2 separate regions of the Zea mays genome follow, and region 2 is linked to region 1. The links are chromatin contacts, called in public Hi-C maps. All regions are on one chromosome and are shown on one strand. Each heading gives the region's core, a stretch centred on a gene start, on an enhancer-like site or on the middle of the called end of the contact. The rest is flanking DNA. Distances are from core to core; before and after follow the strand shown.

What was found. Hi-C and Micro-C count contacts between places; a contact is called where the count stands out from the background.
Region 2: a contact with region 1 is called in a Hi-C map of leaf, with 4 times the contacts expected there. The contact joins the promoter of LOC100273637 here to the promoter of LOC100276078 in region 1. A contact is called at or near these places in 8 of 25 Hi-C or Micro-C datasets (bundle sheath, ear, endosperm and 3 more).

The regions. Positions count from the first base shown.
Region 1 is chr5:216,901,935-216,906,230 of Zm-B73-REFERENCE-NAM-5.0, reverse strand. It overlaps LOC100276078 (EPIDERMAL PATTERNING FACTOR-like protein 1), which reads left to right and starts at 2,756. Exons shown (of 2, transcript NM_001151814.2): 1 at 2,756-3,149; 2 at 3,254-3,839. The coding sequence starts at 3,045. The coding sequence ends at 3,493.
Region 2 is chr5:217,103,307-217,107,662 of Zm-B73-REFERENCE-NAM-5.0, reverse strand. It overlaps LOC100273637 (ubiquitin-protein ligase), which reads right to left and starts at 1,532. Exons shown (of 4, transcript NM_001148053.1): 1 at 1,376-1,532; 2 at 1,145-1,246; 3 at 397-728. The coding sequence starts at 716.

The sequences.
Region 1 (4,296 bases), core at 1,507-4,006:
TTTGACCAACCACAATGTTTGACCAAACCTGGTTGGAGACCGCCACACATGTGGTTCGATTGAGGGGCGGGCCTACATACAAAGGGTCAGTTGAATACCCATTATTCTTGACAAAAAATTATATATATATATATATATATATATATATATATATATATATATGCTATGTACATATACTAAAATATTGTAAAAATATAAATTACACTATTTTACAACTATTTTGTTCAAACTTTGATTTTCACCAATCCTCTTTATTTCTCTATCGTGTGGGCCATCAAACAGTATAATAGGTCATCATCCTTTACTCGTTAGCTTGTTAAAGCTCTGCACGGACACCTGAGCACAGGGGTTATGGCAGCCTACGGGCTACAGCGAACAAGGGTTGTAACATATATATTTTCTTATGATATTTAATATTCTCTATATATTTAAGATATTACAATTAATACTTTAATACGTTGAATGCTATCATTTTATGACTTATTCTTTATCGTGTGAGTTATGATATAGTTTAGTAGTTATTTAATGTGGATGCTCATTTATATGATATATATTTTATATGCTATGAAACTATTTCTATATAATAATATAATCAATTATATATGCTTAAAGACTACTATGGTTGGATTTAGGTTCTAAAAAAATACTTTACTAAAATTTCGAATACACATTCTCTAAATCCTGGGTCCGCCCATGGTTTGATACAGCTCTTTTGATAATTATTAATGTTAAGCTATCTCGAGCACACTCTCTATCCCACCATCTATCCTAAACTTCATTGTATAAACAGTACCATATATCATATAAAATAGTATTTTACACGTTTATATACACGATATGCTGAAGATAGTAGAAGCTTCTGAACTATGGGTCGAAGAGATGTCCTACCATTCTAGTGGCCACCGTTGATGCTTGCTGTTTCTTTTACCGACCGTATATATGTTCATGCCAGTGCCTTTTCACCGTTTTAAATGAGGGAGTCCTCAGTATCGTGCACCTCATGTTCCTCCATATTCGCGTCAGTGTGACGATAACGATAGGAAGAGCAGTGTCTCTAAAACCTCGATCCGCTAAAAATTTGCACATGCTAGGGTAGTTCATGTTTTTGGGCAGCGTTCATGTGACTGCTCGCTAAGTTGATTTGTACTATGACATCTGTAGACTTCAATGGCACCACGAACTCATCTTCGACTAGGATAAAGCGATCCTTACACTAAGTAATGATGAGTTTGTCGCTCATGGCACCACGAACATGCTATTATCTATTATATGTGGTTTATCTATTGTTTATGTAGTAATTACTTTAGAACTAATTTAATCTAAAAATGAGCTTTCATTAACAATCCATAAACCTGATGGACGCCTTAAGGTGGATATAACAACTTTGTTGATGCAATAAAACTTGTTTGGTGGATCAAATTTTAAATGTGGTCCATAAAACTTGATTTGTGGCTCACTGCTATGGACAAGTCAGGTTGTGAAGCCTTGTGGAGGTCCTCTGACCAGTGAAAAATAGTCGAAGTATGACAAAGATAATGTGATAGCATTAGGATGCATATTAAGTGTGCTATCTGGTAAGCTTTGTGATGTGTAAATGAGCATAAAGAGTGCAAGAGAGTTCATAGGGGCTATCGATGGTGCCTTTAATGTTGGACATGAGTTGTATGTCTTTCAGTGTCATCATGACTATAAGATGGTTGACAGTCGCTCTGTAGTTGAGTAATCGCATGTGATACAACCCATTGTTAGTGCGCTTTAGTGCTACACGGTCTCATACCTATCCCTAACGACGGCGCGATGAAAACGACACAGAGGACAGTGTCTCTAAAATCTTGCACCACTGAAGAACCTACACAAGTTATGTTAGGTTATATTTTTGGACAACGGTCACGCATTTACTCGCTGAGTTGACCTATACTACGCTATCTACGGACTTCAACGACACCACAAAATAATCTTTGACCATGCTAAAGTGGTCATCATTATAAATAATGATGAGTTACTAGCTCATACTTAGACTATCTCCGGCAAATCTTCTATCAAATCATTTATCTTATCCCCTACATCTACAGTTTCGCGTTTTCTATTTTACGCGAAACACTGGATATATGTGTTAAAGATATATCAAATCTGCTGCGTAAACATGCTATTATGAGCTACGCATACGCATAATTGTTTTAAAGGTTACTTTAATCTTAAAAATAAGCCTTTTTCTGTCATCCAAGCAGATCCGAGGTTTGCCTCAGCTAGTGTAGGTAGCTGGTAGGGTAGCATAGCAGCCACCATTGTTCGTACGGTGCGGGGTCCTTCGGTGGCTCCTTCGCCATTACCTACTTGATCCCCGATTCACAAGCGTGCCGCGAGGCGTCATGTTTCGACATTTGCATTGCATACGTAGCTGATTTTCTTTCGTTTAAGTCACCGTTCATTCATTGCGACACGACAGTCGGTCAAAGTGTAGGCCATGTCCCCAGAACGACAGCGACAGCTGTGGCGCCATCCAGTCCGATCTTCTCCTTGCATTTCACTCCTCGATCTCGATCCCTGAGAACGAGTGATGATGGCGGGCGCAGTAGAACGCCACTGCTGTGTGTTTACCAAAGCAAAGCAGTGATAGGTTACAAGGTGGTGGTCACCACTCAACCGGTCCTCACAGTCCTTGCCTTGCCGTGGCGTCCGTCGTCCCCCCACGTTTGTACATATATATGCCCATGTCATCGTCGTCTCCTTCCTCTGCTCCGATCCCCTTTGCAACCTTCCTCGTCATAGGCCAGGCAACTGCGGCCCTGCTTGCTTCGCTTGTGCTCCTGCGCCACCGTCACTGCTCATCTCCTCCATAGCCATAGCTTTTAGACTAGGTTTTAGATTCTGGAAGAAGAACCTATACACGAGACAGAAGCTAGCTAGCTAGCTTATTTCTGTTTCTTCAGTAACCTCTCGGTCTAGCAACCAGCAAGCTTCCCATTGCCCTCGATCGATCCGCCCCAAACATCCATCCATCCATCCACCCTTCTTCATTCCTGGCTGTAAGAAGAGATGGTCTCATGGCCGTGAGCTCACCTCGCCGAGCGCTCATCGCGGCCGTGTCCCTCTGCTTCCTTCTCGGCGCTGCGAGCAGCGTCCGCACCGCGACGTTTTCCCCTTCTCAGGTACGTACCGTACGTACGACTCGTCCCCCCCTCCTCCTGAGTCCTGAGACAGACTGAGACTGACAGCGCGTCGGGTGTCTCGTCTCCGTGAGGCGCAGCAGCAGAACCTGGCGGAGGACAAGTCGCGGCTGGGGTCGACGCCGCCGAGCTGCCGCAACCGGTGCAGCGCCTGCAACCCCTGCATGCCCGTCCAGGTGACCACCGTGCCCGGGCTCGGCCGCGGCGCCCGCGCCACCGACGTCGACGACGACACGGTGGCGGTGGCGGCCGGCTTCTCGCGCTACTCCAACTACAAGCCGCTGGGGTGGAAATGCCGCTGCGACGGCCGCCTGTACGACCCCTGACGCGCTGCTGCTTTTGCTTCGGCGCCGTGCCAACCCCGGTGCGCGCATGCACTCCGCTCCGGACTCCGGTCGGCGGGAGAGACTCACTACTGGAGACCAGCCAGCCAGCCAGGTTCTCCGTCTCGCGTCTGTCGTGTGTTCTTCGGAACCCATGGCGGCTTGCTTCATCACAAGCTTATTTATTAGCGCTACTGTCTCTACTAGTTCGAGCTTGCCGTTGCAGCCATTGCAACTCGCGTAGCCGTAGGCCCGTAGCCATTTTTTTGGCTCCCTGCTCAAACAAATTTTACTCGCGTGTCGGTGTGTAAAAACTAAAGACTACTAAAGAGTGGTTGTGAGCAGTAAATCCTAGCTAGTACCACTCCAAGTCTTGCCCAGTGGTCTGGTAGTACGTCTTAATTAACAGATCGAAGGCAGGCATGTGACTCGCCTGACGGACGGCTCTGGTAGCCCGAATCTACCGCTGGATCGCAGTGCCGCCGACCCACCGGCGGGCTGGATGCGTCTGCGTTGGAACCTTGCGTGACGTGTGGCACCACCGCCACCGGGAGAGCCTGGTGATGATGCGATTTTTAAGCTGACACTGCCGCTGCTGCGGAGTTATTGTGGCCATGGCCGCCTTTGTACGGCTCTGATGCCTCCCCATGTGTTTTGTTTAGTGAGGTGTCTCCCCCGCGCCCACCCGTCCGTATGGGACTGGGAGGGGCGCTTTGGAGGCAGCTGAATGGGCGTGTTGCTCTTGTCGGGCTCAGCTCTGGTGGGGACGACGACGATGCAGGTTTCCAACTTTATTATTATGAATG
Region 2 (4,356 bases), core at 283-2,782, 200 kb before region 1:
CGTACTGAGACAAAAAAAAAACAGCAGTTTAGATTCATAATCTCTGCGATAGCAGGTTTTTATTTGCTCCAAAGATCCAGACCAAATCTCATCAAAGTTTAACTAGGCCCACTTCTAGCCCTGCTAATCAGAAAAATCAGAATGGTCTCCAAGCCAGCATAGACAAACAAATGGACCTGGATTTGCACGTCAGAAATTCTGAACAGACACTCACGTTCTCAGCAGATCTGCAAGCAAACACCCCCATCACGGCTTAAACCTGACGGCGAGGCTTAGAATGAGCGTATAATTCTAATCTAACACTCCACGCAAAAAAAAAAAATTGCAGAAAAAAATTCACTTGCCACAGGAATCGATCAAAAACAGCAAGAAGCATCGCTCAGGTTTCAGAATTACTTGTCTCCGATGAAGGAGAAGCGCGGATCGCAGGGCAGGCCGGAGACGCTGATCCGGCGGCACGAGCCGGCGCTGCGGCCCACGAGTAGCTCGACCATGCGGGCGATCTGCTCCGGCTTGCCCTGCTGCTGGCTCCACTCCTCGATGTCGATCTCCTGCCAGCAGTAGGGGCCGGCCACCACCCGCCCCCAGGACTTGCACACCCGCGGCAGGACGGTGAGCACCTCCTGCAGCGGCAGGTTGCGGAAGATGAGGCCCAGCGCGTCCGGCAGCAGCTCCTCCCAGCACCTGTACTCCTTGCCGTCCTCGCACTCCCCCATCACTTCACTTCCCTGTAGCATTCCAAAGGACTGATAATCCATTACGACGACTGACTACTCAAGAATGAATGCTTCAACTACCAACATGAACAAACTGCCGCAGTTCAGTCAGGTTAATACTTCATTTCGTGCGCCAATCTACTCACATCAAACAAACTGAGAAGAACCCAAGTCAAACCGAATACAGATCTTGCAACTAGACTGAGGCAAGCAAAACCAGAGAGAAGCGAAGCGAAGCGAACAATTTGAATGATCAGATAGAAGGAAAGACTATTTTCTTCATACCGAGCAACCTCATAAATTTTCTAGCCATAAACTTCAGAAATCACGGAGGGATGTGGAGTGGTTAATTCCTTGCTCCTCCAACCGAGAAAACAAAACATTCCTATCTATTTCCCATTCTTCCAAGGGAGTGGCGGGCTGCTTACCTTGGAGATCACTCAAGAGCCGGAGACGCTAATAGTGCCAGCCACCATTCCCAGCAGTAAAATGGCTTTGTGTGCGCTGTGAGCAAACCCAAAGAATGCAACCTATCCAAGAAGCACGCGAGAGGAGGATTGATAGCTGATAAGACGTAGTAGTACTAAGCATCATCCAAAAGGCAAGGGAGGAAAAAGTAGCTTCATTAAACGCTAATACCGACTCCAACCACAGGGTACCATGAAGAGGAAGGCACGGCAGCACAGATCTAAAAAGAAGGCATCTTGCAGCTGCAGGGATGGAAAGCGCAGCGTGCCAATTGGTGGGCGTCCCGCACACTACTATTTATTTCAACCCACGGCCATACCAAACAGAAGCTACGGCTCCAGATATCTGTGGGGAAGAACGCGAAAGCTTCGGCCTTTCGGGCTCAAAGCTAAAGGGGAAGAATATAATCTTTCCCGGCATAATAATTTGCGCGAGAGAGAACGGCGCAAGAAACTCTGGGGGGAGGGAGTGAGGGAGCGCATATATATTTACCGGATTGGTGGTTTGGGGACGAAGGACCGAATTCCGATTTGGATCTGCGGGAGGCAACACCTGATGGAGGGAGGGAAGGGGACTGCTGAGGCTGGACTGAGAAATCGAGAGGCCGACTCTTGTGAGGGTGTTCGGCGGCACAAGGAGAAGGCCGAGAGGCGAGAGCGGACTGCGGAGAGCTAGTGGCTTCTTCCGTGTGTGCGTGTGTCCTCGTCCTCGAGAAGGGAAAAAAAAAACGAGGGGCGCGCTGTGGATGCAGCTGCCCCTGCCGACATTGCACGGCAGGTTGGGATTTCTTTATTCTTCCACATAAATTCAGACAAGAAATTATTTACACGCCGATAATTGGACGGCAAAAATGTGAAGCGGTATTTAGCTCAGACTAAAATGCAGCTGCAAGATGGAATTTTAGGTACGTTTGAATGCACAAGCGAACATATTTAAACAGTCTTGCTAATAATTTAGTTATTAGTTACTTTTAATAAATTAGCTAATAATTAGCTAACTATTCCCTTCATCTCAATATATTATTCGTTTTAGCTCTTTAAATAGATGACAATAAATATAGAGCATATAAAATATACATACATCAAATATTATACAAATCTATTAACACCCTCAAATTAATACCCCTTCTGTCCCGTATTATTATTAGTTGTAGCTCCTAGTTTTTTATGTTCATATTTAATTAGAAGATAATAAATCTAGACACATATATAAAAATCATATATTAAGTAATGTATGAATTTATTAAAAATTCAAAACGAATTCTAATTCTAATTTCACTAGTAATTTTTTAGCCAATTAACTGTAATAAATTGTCGAAGCCAAAAAAATGTTAGCATGCTACTGAAATCCTAAACGTCGTGTCATGTTTATATGAAATCAAAAGGTACTCGCTGCAGTCATTTTCTGTCTTCCCATCCGCTGATTTCAGCCCTGATTCGACTAGGCCTGGGCGTTCGGGTTACCCGAAAATTTCGGGTCGGGTAATCCGGGTAATTAAAATTTCGGGTTTTAGAAAGTGTTACCCGAAATTGCAGTGGGTATTATATTACCCGACAGTTCGGGTACCCGACACTTCAGGTTCGGGTATCGGGTACTCCCGAAATAACCAAATTTAAAAATAGTAACCAAAGCAATACAGACACAGCCACAATAATAAATTAATAATAGCTATTCAGGATACTACAATCACAGTCACACATCGGCCAGTCCACCACACAAATGAGTTGCTCTAGTCCACAATAACAAATTAAAAAACAGCCACAATAGTCACAAAGCCACAATAGTCAATAGTAAATTAAAAAACAGGAACCAGCCAGGCAGCCACTACAAGTCTACAATCACACAATCACAGCCACTACAATCACAGTCACATGCTTGCACCAGCGACCAGCCAGCAAGCACATTGTCCAGGGCTCCAGGCCACGCCCAGCCAGCTGCACGCCTGCACTGCACCAGCCAGGCAGCCACCGCCCACCAGCAGCCACCATTCAGCTTCAGCCTTCAGCCCACAACACGTCCATAGTCCATCCACACCAGTACACCACCCAGTCCATCCACACAGCCAAGGAATATAAGGCTTATCCTGCCATTCTGTACATGAGTCCAAGCAAAATATATATATGTTAACATTTCATAACATTAATAAAAAAGAGTACAAAGTTATTTAAACAGTAAACAATGCATAGCAGATTAGCAGCTCACTCATGTGTTGCTGGAGACTTGGAAGTGGAAGTAGCCTCGGTTCTTTTTCCTTTGCCACCATTACCAAATTCTTCAATTAGCTCTACAATTAAAGGAGTGCAAGCATGTAGCTATCAATTAGAAATGGTTAAACATCAAAATGATCAAATACATACAAAAAATGATGGAATATACCTTTTTCTATAATAGTCAATTCCTCGATATTCTCTTGTATGTTAATGGGAGTAGACCTTCTTAGCCAATCTTGGGTACATACAAGGGCCTCCAACATGAAAGGAGTAAGGGAAGTACGGAAATCATCCAAGATACGCCCACTTGTGCTGAAAACGGACTCTGAAGCTACTGTTGATATTGGTATAGCAAGGATATCTTGGGCCATGTGAGCCAAAACCGGCAATCTATGTGCATTGTCCTTCCACCAAATGAGAACATCGATCTTTTTCTCTGTGTCTTCACAATCTTCAGATAGATATTTGTCAAGTTCTGATTTAGTAGTGTTGTTACTACTATTAGTCAGCTTCATTTTCTTGGCAATAACTTGTTTAAGCTTCCCTCCTGGAGCACCTTTTGCTTGAGTTGAATCTGTTTCATCTGTTGTTTCTTCAATTGGTGCATAAATATTTCTATATTCTTTAAACAGTTCTCGGATACATGTCTTAATAGCAGACCATACTAGTTGTCCTCTGTCCTCACCAAAGATCTCTTCAATGGTAATCTTATGGTACAAAGATAACTTGTATCTTGGATCAAGAAATGCAGCCACAAAAATCAATAGATTAATGTTCTCCTTTTCCTTACCCTTTCCTTTCCCTCTATCCTTCTCTGGTTGTGGTTGTGGCTCATTCCAAACTCCCCAATACTTGTCATATTTCTCTTTCATTCTCAAGCCCATTGAAACTCGCAAAGGATCCACACTGTCAATCCATGACTGAATCAACAAGTGGATCTCTCCAATCTCATGGAAGAAGGT